Linked DNA regions of Anas platyrhynchos: region 1 is linked to region 2. A link is a contact called in public Hi-C data. All regions are on one chromosome and are shown on one strand. The core of a region is the stretch at or near the end of the contact, and the rest is flanking DNA. Distances in the headings are between cores, read along the strand shown. Region 1 holds the start of CRACR2A (calcium release activated channel regulator 2A). Region 2 has its middle 9.9 kb from the start of PARP11.

What was found. A called contact is a pair of places that touch in the nucleus more often than the background predicts.
Region 1: a Hi-C map of skeletal muscle shows a contact between it and region 2, with 2.8 times the contacts expected there. The contact joins the promoter of CRACR2A here to the enhancer-like site in region 2. A contact is called at or near these places in 2 of 8 Hi-C or Micro-C datasets (liver and skeletal muscle).

Annotation. Positions count from the first base shown.
Region 1 is chr1:81,177,975-81,184,209 of IASCAAS_PekinDuck_T2T, forward strand. It overlaps CRACR2A (calcium release activated channel regulator 2A), which reads left to right and starts at 1,884. Exons shown (of 19, transcript XR_011811859.1): 1 at 1,884-2,063.
Region 2 is chr1:81,135,204-81,140,649 of IASCAAS_PekinDuck_T2T, forward strand. No RefSeq gene overlaps it. Among named protein-coding and RNA genes, the nearest start is that of PARP11, 9.9 kb to the right of the region's middle. Within about 2 kb of position 2,133, at least 2 of the 8 cell types and tissues checked have an H3K27ac peak or open chromatin away from gene starts, as enhancers often do.

The sequences.
Region 1 (6,235 bases), core at 634-3,133, 43 kb after region 2:
TCTCCTTCTATGACTGGGTGAGCTGCCTGATGGATGAAGGAAAGACTGTTAACATAGTCTACCTAGACTTCAGCAAGGCCTTTGACACAGTCTCCTACAGTATTCTCTTGGAGAAGCTGGAAGCCCATGGCTTGGACAAGTACACCCTTTGCTAGGTTGCAAACTGGCTGGACCGCCAGGCCCAGTGGTGAACGGAGTGAAGTCTAGCTGGAGACTGGTCACCAGTGGTGTTCCCCTGGCGTTGGTGTTGTGGCCCATCCTCTTTCATATCTTTATTGATGATTTGGATGAGTGCACCCTCAGTAAGTTTGCAAACAACACCAAGTTGTGGGGAAGCATCAATTTGCCAGAGGGTAGGAAGGCCCTGCAGAAGGACCTGGACAGGATGGGTCGATGGGCAGTGGCCAATGGGATGAGGTTCAACATGCCTAAGTGCTGGGTCCTGACTAAACCTAGAAACACTACAGGCTTGGGACAGAGTGGCTGGAAAGCTGTGCAGAGGAAAAGGATCTGGAGGTGTTGGTTGACACTTGCCTGAACATGAGCTGGCAATGTGCCTAGGTGGCCAAGAAAGCCGACAGCATCCTGGCTTGTATGAGAAATAGTGTAGCCAGCAGGACTGGGGAGGTGATTGTTCCCCTGTACTCTGCTCAGGTGAGGCTGCACCTTGAGTGCTGTGTTTAGTTTTGGGCCCCTCAAATCAAGAAAGACATTGAGACCCTGGAGTGTGTCCAGAGAAGGGCTACGAAGCTGGTGAAGCATCTGGAACACAAGTCCTGTGAAGAGTGGCTGAGGGAGCTGGGGTTGTTTAGTCAGTTGAAGAGGAGGTTCAGGGGAGACTTTATTGCTCTCTACAACTACGTGAAAGGAAGTTGCAGTGAGAAGGGTGTCAGTCTCTCTTCTCAGGTGACAAGTGACATCCCTCAAGTTGTACCAGTGGAGGTTTAGACTGGCTATCAGAAAAGATTCTGACCTAATTGATTCTGTGATCCTGTGGTCTTTATACCACCTCCTATTGTATTGCTATTTCAGCTGTCCCTTTGATATATATATATATATATATATATATATATATATATATTAATAATTATTTCTCATATCAAGAAGCTATCCATCATTCTGGGGTAAAACACAATGGGATGAATTGCACCATTATTATTTTTTGTTTGTTTGGGGGGGGGAGGGGAGTGTTTTGTTTGTTTCTTTGTTTTTGCTTTAGCAAGTCTGCTGAATTGAAGTACATTATGAACACCATGCACAAAGTACTCTTCTACAGCTGTGACATGCTGCAGTGATGAGAACAAAGTATATTTCTTTTCTAGAGGGGTACTCAGAGAATCTGTTCCCTGGTAGGGGGAATGTTCCTTAACAGGTATGTTAAGGTAGACATTAACATACCCTAGCACAACATTTTTCAAAATGTACTTTGGGCTACTTGAAATTTCTGAATCAAATGAATGTGAAATCAATTCTGTCTCCTGTTACCATCTTCTGTGCAAGTGAAACTGCACTTGGGACAATTTAAAATCACAAGCTTGGAAGATCCTAGTTGGTCCATTTACTTTAGTTATCACCTTAAGTTCTTGTTTTGGATGAGTTGTCCTGCACCCTTCCAAACCCTTCTGCCCTGTATCATTCAGGTTACAGAGATTTCAAGTTAATGGCCTTGCCCCAGGAAGCAAGCGATCACATACTTAGTCCTGGCTGCAGTAGGGATCAAGGAGGGTATTGCAAATTTGAATTCCCCTGGCTCTCCGAGTTGACTTACTGCTGGTTCTGAGTTATACCTGCCAGAGGCGAGGTGTGATCTGTACTCTGACTGCACAGCCCCCTTTGTGTGGGCAAGGACTGGCTGTGGGTGGAGGGAGGCCGGACTGGCTCACTGTCCCGCCCCCGGGGCGCAGCCTGCTCGTCACCGGGTTATGCTATCCGTACCTGAACAAAGTCGTTTCAATCTTCCTGCACTTTTACTTCCACCCTGAGGCGTGTGTGGAACATCCGTCAGTCAGCGCGCAGGGCTTGTGTTGCACCCTCGCCTGGGGGCCTGCAGGACGTTGCAGGAGGTGAGTTGGGGGAAGGTATCTTGGGCCTGAAGTGTCAGGAGAGGAAAGATAAGAAGAGTGTGCAGAGCCAGATCACCCCCCCTAGCAATGCTGCTGGAGGAAATGCACAAAGTGACAGCTGCTTCTCCTTTCTCTCCCTGATGTCTCAACAGTGCTCTGCTCTTCCTCTATGCTCCTCCTGTTGCAAGCTCTGCTTCCTGTGAGGGAGGTCTGCAAGAGAATGCTGCCTTTGCAATTTTGTCAGGCCTGGGCAGGGTTTTAGGAGGTTCAGGGCAGCCCGCAAGTGATATCCGTTATTAGTACATTTCCTGTCCCCAAGTGCCAATCAACATTTCTGCCCATTCTCTCGGAGCTATGAGCTGCATACCTTGATGGCATAGTCTCCTGCAACATGTGTGGGAGGCACCTACTGATAAGAAACCTGGAAAAGCTCTTGTGGGAAGACAAGCACCCCCACCTGTTTGCTTGGTGTGTGGCTGACCTGCTGACAGTGGAACAGAGGTGGCACAGGGATGTTTCTGGAGCCACTGTGAGTGTTGTATACAGCACTCGCAGCCCCTGACCCTTTTGTTAATACTCATGCTGTAAGGCAGCAGGATTAGAACCGCAGTAGTTGTCAAAAATGCTTCATTTGCTACTGCACTGCCTACTGTTGTGAACTTGAACAAGTTGCTTTAGCTCATTTTGCCTTGCTTTACATCTCTGTGTAATACTGGTACCAGTACTAGGGCAAAAAGGGGTGAGACGCTTGCAATTGGAATGACAGCTGAGTGTACTGGAGTGCCAGGTGTTGTAACTCCCACATAAAGAATATTTTATAAATGTGGTGCCCAAAAGTGCTGTAACTGATGCTCTTTGTAGTGTCTCTTCTACAGTCTTCATGTACTAGGGCAAGAAAAACAGTGTCACACAGCAAAATCACTTTATGTCCTGCATACTTCTAGAGCTGCCTAATTGATTTTCATTGTATGCTTCCCTGCAAATACAAAAGATAATTGAAGTTGTGACTGGTGACTGCCTTCAGGGTCTTCATACTGAATGCCTATGATGACAGTAAATGATAGTTAAAAAGGATACTTACCGCTACCAAGATGCTTTTATATATATACCGATACAACAGATTTTGACTAAATGTAATGTATACTAAGGTCTTTTCCAACCTTAATGATTCTAAGGCCAGGGCCTGGTGACAGGAAAGAGAATGGCTTCTTTTAGTAGGCTTATGTCAGCTTAAAATAATTATGGTGTTACATTTTATCAGCTTTAGAGAAATTTCAACATAATGCTAAAAGATAACTCCGACACAAGGTCAGTTCTGAAGATCTCCCTGTTCATATGTCAGTCAGATTACAGAAGCTGACAAAATAACAAAGGTTATTTTGTAAATGATAGTTTGGTTGTAGGGAAAGTTGTTCTTATCTTCCAGTATCTGTAAAACATAAATGTTGCCTCTCATAAGAATATTTTTCGTATAAATCTATGGTAACCATGGTCTTAAGTAAACTTACTACATGTTTTTTTCTGACGATTTGTGTTTTGAAGTGTGCTGCTAAAGGCAAAAGAGAGAACTTTTGTTTCTCTTGTGTTTAGCACAGACCTGAATACAAGGGGTATAGGATAAAGAAAAAAATAAGAAGTTTCTTGAATGTTGCGGTTAATTTTTTTCTTGCCATACACTAGCAGCCGTTTGTGTCAATGTTTGCAGAACTGACAGGGTGCGGCTGTGACTTATAAAGCAGATCTTAACAGGGAAATTCCTTCAAAAATAAGAGTCTGAAAAATTAGGCACAGTGATTGTAAAAGGCGCTGCTAACTTTTTTCAAAAGAGGCTAAAGCAGGGCTAGTCAATCTATATGCCAGCATGTGAGTAAACGATCTAATTTCAGAGAATCTGTAGAATTTAACTGTTTTCATTAGTTTCAAGATGTGCAGGGCTGGGTGTTACATCTATCAGCTGAAGGATGCTTTCCTCAGTCAAGCTCTGTGCAGCAAAATACATATATATATAAATGCCCTAAGTATATATGTGTGTGTGGGTGTGTGCAAGTATGTGTGTGTGTATATATATATATATATATATATATAAATTTATATATACATACTGGAGTTATAATTGCAATAAACTATCAGCTTGTAAATTGTATCCCTGGATGATATTGGTGTTTTAATTTTTTTTTTCTGTTGTGAGCCATATAATTTTTCATAATCATTTCATTATTTTCTTTGTATGAGTGTTGGAAAAAGTCTTCTAAACTTAAAAGATAAGGCAAAAAGTTTTTACCTGTAGATAAATGCTAAAAAATATTTTACTGAAACTTAGAAACTCAGAGACATAAATGCAGGTAAAACAGCTTGGTAAGTTTTTAACTGTCACAGTTACAGTGCATGGGGTTGTCACACCTCATGACTTGTGAAATCTGTGCATCAGCACTGCTGTGCAATTCAAAAGCCTGGTGATTTACAGTAAACCAGATTGATCAAAGTACCAGCAATGACCTACCTTTTGAAGACCAGTCCCAAAATACCTCATGGTTAATAAACTGTAAAAATCTCGTAAAGCCCACATCTTTGGTTAGTATCATTTGGAGCTATGCTCATTTTCATCAGATTGTGATATGACGTGTTTTTACATGCTGATTTTTTTTTTTTTTTTTTTTTTTTTTTTTTTTTTTTGTAGCTAAAGGAATGCACATGGGGTTTCTTAACAGAATTTTTAATTTGTAAACCATTTAGTTTCTGAAGGGGATGGATGAGTGAAAAGAACTGCCTATTTTATTTAAAACTGGCCTTGGAACAATTGCATTGCTAACCCAGTAACATAGGGTAAATTGCAGTTTTAATTTTTCATGTTATTACCAGCACTTGTAAAGTATCAGGACACTTCAGGAACTAAGAAAAACCTACTTGCTGTGGAAGCTGCCTTGATGGTTAAGAATTTTAATTCATTCTCTATTATTTTTTTTTTTCTGTACTCAAGATGCTTGCTATGTGATTTTTTATGATGTGTATGAATGGTGGGGCAACTTGCAAGAAGGTGAGGTTCCCATGGTGCATGATTTCATTTTGCAGTATTTAGAAAGCATGATGATATTTTCTGAATCATATCTGGGCTGTTTACTAAGTGTAAATAACTTTATCAAGCAGTGCATAGTGCTTTTTTATTCCATTTTTTTTTTTTTTTTTTTTTTTAAATCTGGTTTCAGATTTCTATTCTTTCATATGCAATTGGCTATCTATTATTTGGATAGTTTTTCTTTTTCTTAAGGAAATCTAATAATGGACAGTACTAGCAGCATATACTGTCATGATTAGTTTGGTCTGTTCCTGCAATTGTGTCTTTTGTGAAATTGCTGAAATTTGAAAAAGAAAAATTTGATTTTATCTAGTACTCTTGAAATTTGAGACAAATCTTGTCAAGATCATTTTTGGCTTCACTTGTTCCAGTGAATTTTGATATAATTAAACTTGATTTTATATTACTGTCACTGAGAAATTGAAACTGATAGTTTGATTTTGGTTACCTCATACCCTGGTTTCAGCCAAGAATGAGCTTTACTGAATTAAATGAAGTTTAGGTATGTAAAAGCAGTGTCAAAGGAGAATCTCATCTAGACTATATACTACTGTAGTCAAAGTCTGGCTTGCTGGGGCATTTCCATCTAATTTCCATCTAATTCATTTGTGAGAGTGGCTATGTAGACTCAGAGCAAAGATTCACCTAGCTTATATTGTATTTTTGAGACTGGCTAATACTAGAAATTTCAAGAAAGGGATAAAGAGACAGAGCAATTAGGGAGTGATCTTTCCCTTAGTGTATATTCCCATAGTGGTTGGTCACACTTCCTAAGCTAGAAATTTTCCTAATAAGAGAAAGAGTATAGCTGACCAGGCAGGTGTAATAGTCAAATGCCTGTGACAACATTTACTAACCTTGTTCATTTTCCAGGGCCTGCTGGAACGTCGCAGGCGCTATGACAAGCTTTGCTGACTTTTGGGGTGTAGACTGCTGTGAGCCCACCAGAGGGCTCACACGCTACGGAAATGAGTAGGTCAGTCTGCTGTGCGCATGCTTTGTTCAAACATCTGATTTCTGTGCTTGATAAAGCACTTTTGTATGTCGTGTGTTATAACTGAAGTAAGGCCCATTACAAGTAGTTTCCTAAAGCAGGCTG
Region 2 (5,446 bases), core at 883-3,382:
CAGCTCTCACAAATGTTGCAGCCCCAAAATTATCTTGAGGGCATGCCATTGGACTTGCACTGGTATGTATGTCATTTTCTTTCTTCTGCTGGGAAGCCCAAAACTGGGAACAGTAGTCCACTTCCAGATGCAGTCTCACAAACACCTAATAGAGTAGAATAGTTTATTTTCCTTGACTCACTCGCTACAGTTTTGTTAATACCACCTGATACATGCTCTGACTTCTTCATCACAAGGGTTTACTGTTGAGTCATGTTCAACTTGTTTATGAGATTTCTCACGTTCTTTTCTGCAAAGATAGTTTCTTTCAAATTGGCTCCCAGTCTGTACTGTTGAATGGGCTTATTCCATCCTACCTACAGTATTTCTTTCATTTGTCCTTACTGAACCTCAGAAAATTCCCATCAGCCCATTTCTCCAGTCTGTTGAGGCCTCTCTACATGGCAGCCCTTCACTCTAGTGTATGGATCACCTTCCCCACCCATTTGATATCATCCATGAACTTCCTGTGGGGCACTCCATCCCACTGTCCAGGGTGTTAATAACAATAAACAGTGTTGGCACCAGTACCTACGTCCAAAGGGGGCCACTAACAATCAGCCACCCATGAAGTACCTGATGACAGCAATGAGACCAGGTCACACACCCTCTTAAACTCTCTTTCTCTAAATAATTAGTCCAGTTCTCTCAAATTCTCCTTGCCTATCACACATTCCACTTCCCCAAATGATCCTAGTGGATCTCTCCTGAACTTAATTTGGGATGCCCATGTCTTTCTTCCACTGAGGAGCCCAAAACCAAACACATTAGTCCAGGTGCAGTACCAAATAAAGTGCCTGTCTCTTGAATTGCTGTCAATAAATAAATAAAAAGAAGGAGTTAAATAGTATTGTCCCCATATCAAGTCTAGCTGGTTCTTCACCCACCTCATCTTTCACTTAGCCAAACTTTAGCTCAACTGTTTGTCTACAAGGTTACTATGGGACACTGTGGTAAAAATGCTCAAGTCCAGGACACTTGCTGCTCTCCACTCATCCAGTGAAACAGCTCACTGTAGAAAGCTATCAAGCTATCATACTGGTTACATGTGATTTTTTTTTTTTTTTTCCCCTTCATATAGCTGGAAGTAGCTTCCACGAGCATTTGCTCTATATTATTCCAAGGGGGTGAGATTAGGCTGATAGTTATCTGGATATTCTTTCTTAATTTCTGGGGAGCTGGAGGATGTACTATATGGCTCTTCAAATCATAAGGAACCTCCCCTGATCAGTATGACTACTCAAGGATGACAGAAGTAAGTTTCACAATGACTTTGATCAGCTCCCTCGGCACCTTTGGACATATCCTAGGTGGGCCCATGAACTTGTGCATATCTAGCTTGCCTTTTGGTCTCCAGTGTAGTCTTGCTCTACTGTGGGTAATCCTCCACATTGCCAGATTTTGTGACTAAATTCAGGGACAAGCTTAAGGACAGCTTCTAAGGCTTAAGGACAGACCTTACAGAAGTAAATACCAAGGCAAGGAAGGCACTGCCTATTACAGAAAGTCCTCTGTGTCCTTTGTCACTAGGCCTCTACCCCATTTAGGAGAGGTCCTCTTTTTCTTAGTCTCCCTTGTACCGCTAATGTATTCACAGAAAGCCTTAATGTTGTAGTTTAACCCAGCATGTAGCTAAGCATCATAAAGCTGTTTACTCACCTGCACATCCCTTTCTCCTCCCCACAGTGGGACAGGGGAGATAATAATAATAATAATAATAATAATAATAAGTAAAAGTGCAAGAACTCACAGTTTGAGATAAGGATGGCTTAGTAAGAAAGAAAATAAATAAAGATAACAACAACAACAATAATGAAGTGATGCACAATTTAATTACTTACCACCAGCCAACTGATACCCAGAAAGTCTGACACACAGACTCACACAGACAGAGTTAAAGGAAAGCAATGGCACTCCCCCCAGCCAGCTCCCTAAATTTTATTGTTAAGCATGATATCATATGGTATGGAATACCTTTTGGTTAGTTTGGGTCAGCTATCCTGGTTCAATCCCCTCCCAGTTTGTTGTGTACCCCTAGCCTCCTTGCAGACAGGGCAGCATGAGAAGCAGAAGAGTCCTTGACTCTCTGTAAACACTGCTCAGCAACAGCTAGAACATTGGTGTGTTATCAACATTATTTTTCTCCTAAATCAAAAACACACCACCATATCAACTGCTATGAAGAAAATTAACTCCATTCCAGCCAAAAACAGGATAATATTGCTTTCTACATTCCTCACTAGCTTCAACTCCAGCTGGACTTTGGTCTTTCCTGATTCCACCCCACCATACTCAGACAAGAGTAGCCCCAGTTCTGCCTTCTGTGCACTTCCTTTGTGCTATCAATCTCAGACAGTTCTCTGCTTCTGCCAGGCCTAGTAGGCTTCCTACATATCACAATGGATCCTGCTTGTTCTTTGAGGAGATTGTATTTGAAGACAGGTGCTGAATAGGCAAGGGCAGGATTCATGATGGCATAGCCCAGCAAGAGTGAGCTGGGGTGCCCTCAAAGGGTATGTCACAGCTTGAATAACTGCATTGTGCAGGTTGACCAAAGTTTGACCATGACCATGGTGGTCTTCCCCTTTCCCATGGTTCTCCAGTGACACACAGGCTCACAGAGACAGAGATAAAGGGAAAAAAGAATGCAAGTATTGAATAACAACAACCTATGAAACATCAGGAATGCCCCTGATGCTAACTGCCAGGGAAGATATGATTCAACCCCATGCAGCTCAAGAGCGGTGAGGGCATTTTTGGGAAAACTGATAATGGAGGGGTGGCTCATAGGACATAGGTGAGAGCAGTAGTTCATGCATCTGTATTATTTGGAGAAAGGCCTTATTGAGTCAACAGATTGTAACTACTATCTAGCTGCTGTAAAGAACATTTTTTTTCTCTTTTCTTTTTAACTTTTTTTTTTCCTCCCTGTTTTTCCTTGATTGGCATTTCCTGTGAACAATTGCTTGATTAGTCCCAGAATAAAAAAGAATTCCTGGACACCCCTCTACTGGTGTGTCACACACGGTTACCACTAGTCTGGATTCAATGGTGCTGACATTCACACTGAACCTGAGGGCTTGCAGAACCCCCAGGATAGGAGGGGAAGAAATAACATGGATTAACAATAACCATATGCCCAGGACACTGTCCATGATTATGGCTAACCTCAGGTTGAACCATTTCTTATGAAGAAAGTGAAGAAACTGACAACGGTGAGTATGCCCAGTTATTCACTGGTGTGGCCAGTGCTGAGCAATAATATTCCAAGCCATGATGGATCAAACCCTCACATCCAACAACCATCTGTACTAGGTGTATCAGCTGAAGCCAGCTCCACCAGCTGCTCCAGTTTTCTCTGGTTTCCTCAAGTGGACATAAAATAAAATGGCTTCTGTTTCTCCCTGCAAGACTCAGAGCTACAAAACAGGATCTTGGGGGAGGTGGACTTGTGGTGTAGCTTAGAGGGGTCTCGTCAGGAGAAAGCTGTTTCTAAATGAGTCCATTGAGTAGGGACAGTGAAGGGGTGTGTAAATAAGTGCTTTATGTGCACTGATTTGTGCTAGAGGTTCTGACAAGACCCTTGGAAGGGGAATCACTAGGTGACACTCTAAGGTACCTTGAGCACATCCCACTGCACAAATGGAACCAAGAGCAAAGGCACCAAAGCCTGCTACAACAAGGGAAGCTGGCAAGCAGTGGAGAGGCTGCAGTCCTTATTATGTGGAAATACCAAAGAGAAAGTTGGGCTGCAGGATGTGATAATACCAACTCTGGAACACCGACTCCTTAGTACTCATGTAAAGGACAGGGACAGCAAAAGAAAGGGAAGAATTCGGGGGTAGTTTCAAGGATGCACAGAGCAGTTTTCACAGAATTACTGAGGTTAGAAGAGATCTCTGGAAATCAACTTGTCCAACTTCATTTCTCAAAGCAGAAGCCTTGTCCAGTAAGATTTCGAATAGTTCCAAGGATGAAGACTGCACATCTCCCTGGGCAATCTGTTCCAGTTCTTGATCATATGTAAGGCAAGGGTAATGTTAAGTTTTTCTTATGTTTAACTGGAATTTCCTGTATTTTCACTTGTGCCCATCACCTCTTGTACTTTCAATAGATGCTACTAAGAGTCTACTTCTGTCTTCTTTATTCTGTCCCCACCATCAGGTATTTATACAAATTGGTGTCTTTTACCCTTGCAAACTTTCTGTTCTTACAGCTAAACAATCCCAGCTTTCTCAGCCTCTCTTTACATGTCAGATGCTCTAATCCCTTCTCTTTACATGTCAGATGCTCTAATCCCTTAATCAGATGCATGACCCTTGTGCCACTGGTCACAAACCTTGAGCTCAGCAGTTCAGCCAGTTTTCACTCCACCTCACTGCATTTATCTAGCTAGTGTTTCATCAGCTTGAGGATGTTATGGGAGACCGTGTCAGAAGCCTTACTAAAGTCAAGATAAACATCTACTGCTCCTCCTTCATTTACCAAGCAAATTATCTCACTGCAGAAGGCTGGTCAAGTATGATGTGCCCTTTGCAAATCCATGTGGACAACTACCAATCACCTGAATAACTTCAGAAATATTTATGGTTCATGGGAGAGTTTGTTCCATGACCTTTCCCAAGATCAATGTTAGGCATATTGGTCTGCTGTTCCTTGGATCCTCTTCCTTGCCCTTCTTGATGATGGGTGTGAGATATGCTTTCTTCAGCCCTCAGGAACCTGTGACTTCTATGGCTTTCCAAAACACCTGAGAGTAATGTTGCAATGACATCAGATGCTTCCCTCAGTATTTGAGGTTGCATCCTGGCAGGCCCTGTGCAATATAGGCACAGTTTGTTCAAATGTTCACTGGCAAAGGCTTTCAGAGAGACCCTTTGTATCTGGCAGTAGGAAAGGTACTTCCTACAAGGTATTCCCAGAGAGACTTGACATGTGCTCCTCCTGTTTTGAGGAACACTGGGGTTAAAGCATGGGCTCACCCCCTGGAGAACAGTCTTTTCTCAAGGCCTGTGAACTCTTCACAGCCTACAGGTGATATTACAGTAACTTGAACTTCAATAAATAAAATTGCATAATAAGAAGAAAATGCATAATAATAAATAAATAAATAAAAACCCACAAATAATAAACAATAAAGAAAATGCTGCAAACACCAAAGATTCTGAAAATCAGTGTGACCTTGATTTATTTTCCTCATTGAGAATATCTTGATCAGAGCCAGTTGCATGGTCAGCACAGAAAGCGGAGTCCTTGTACACCAGAATTCACTGATGAGATGTATAGTTCTAAGAAACATATGGTGAGAGACACTGATGTTTGCTTCTGCTTCAGGTTAAGGCCTGGAATTGGATCTCTGTGTTCAGCCCAGGAAGGAGCCACACTGTTGCCTTTATCTTGTTCTTAG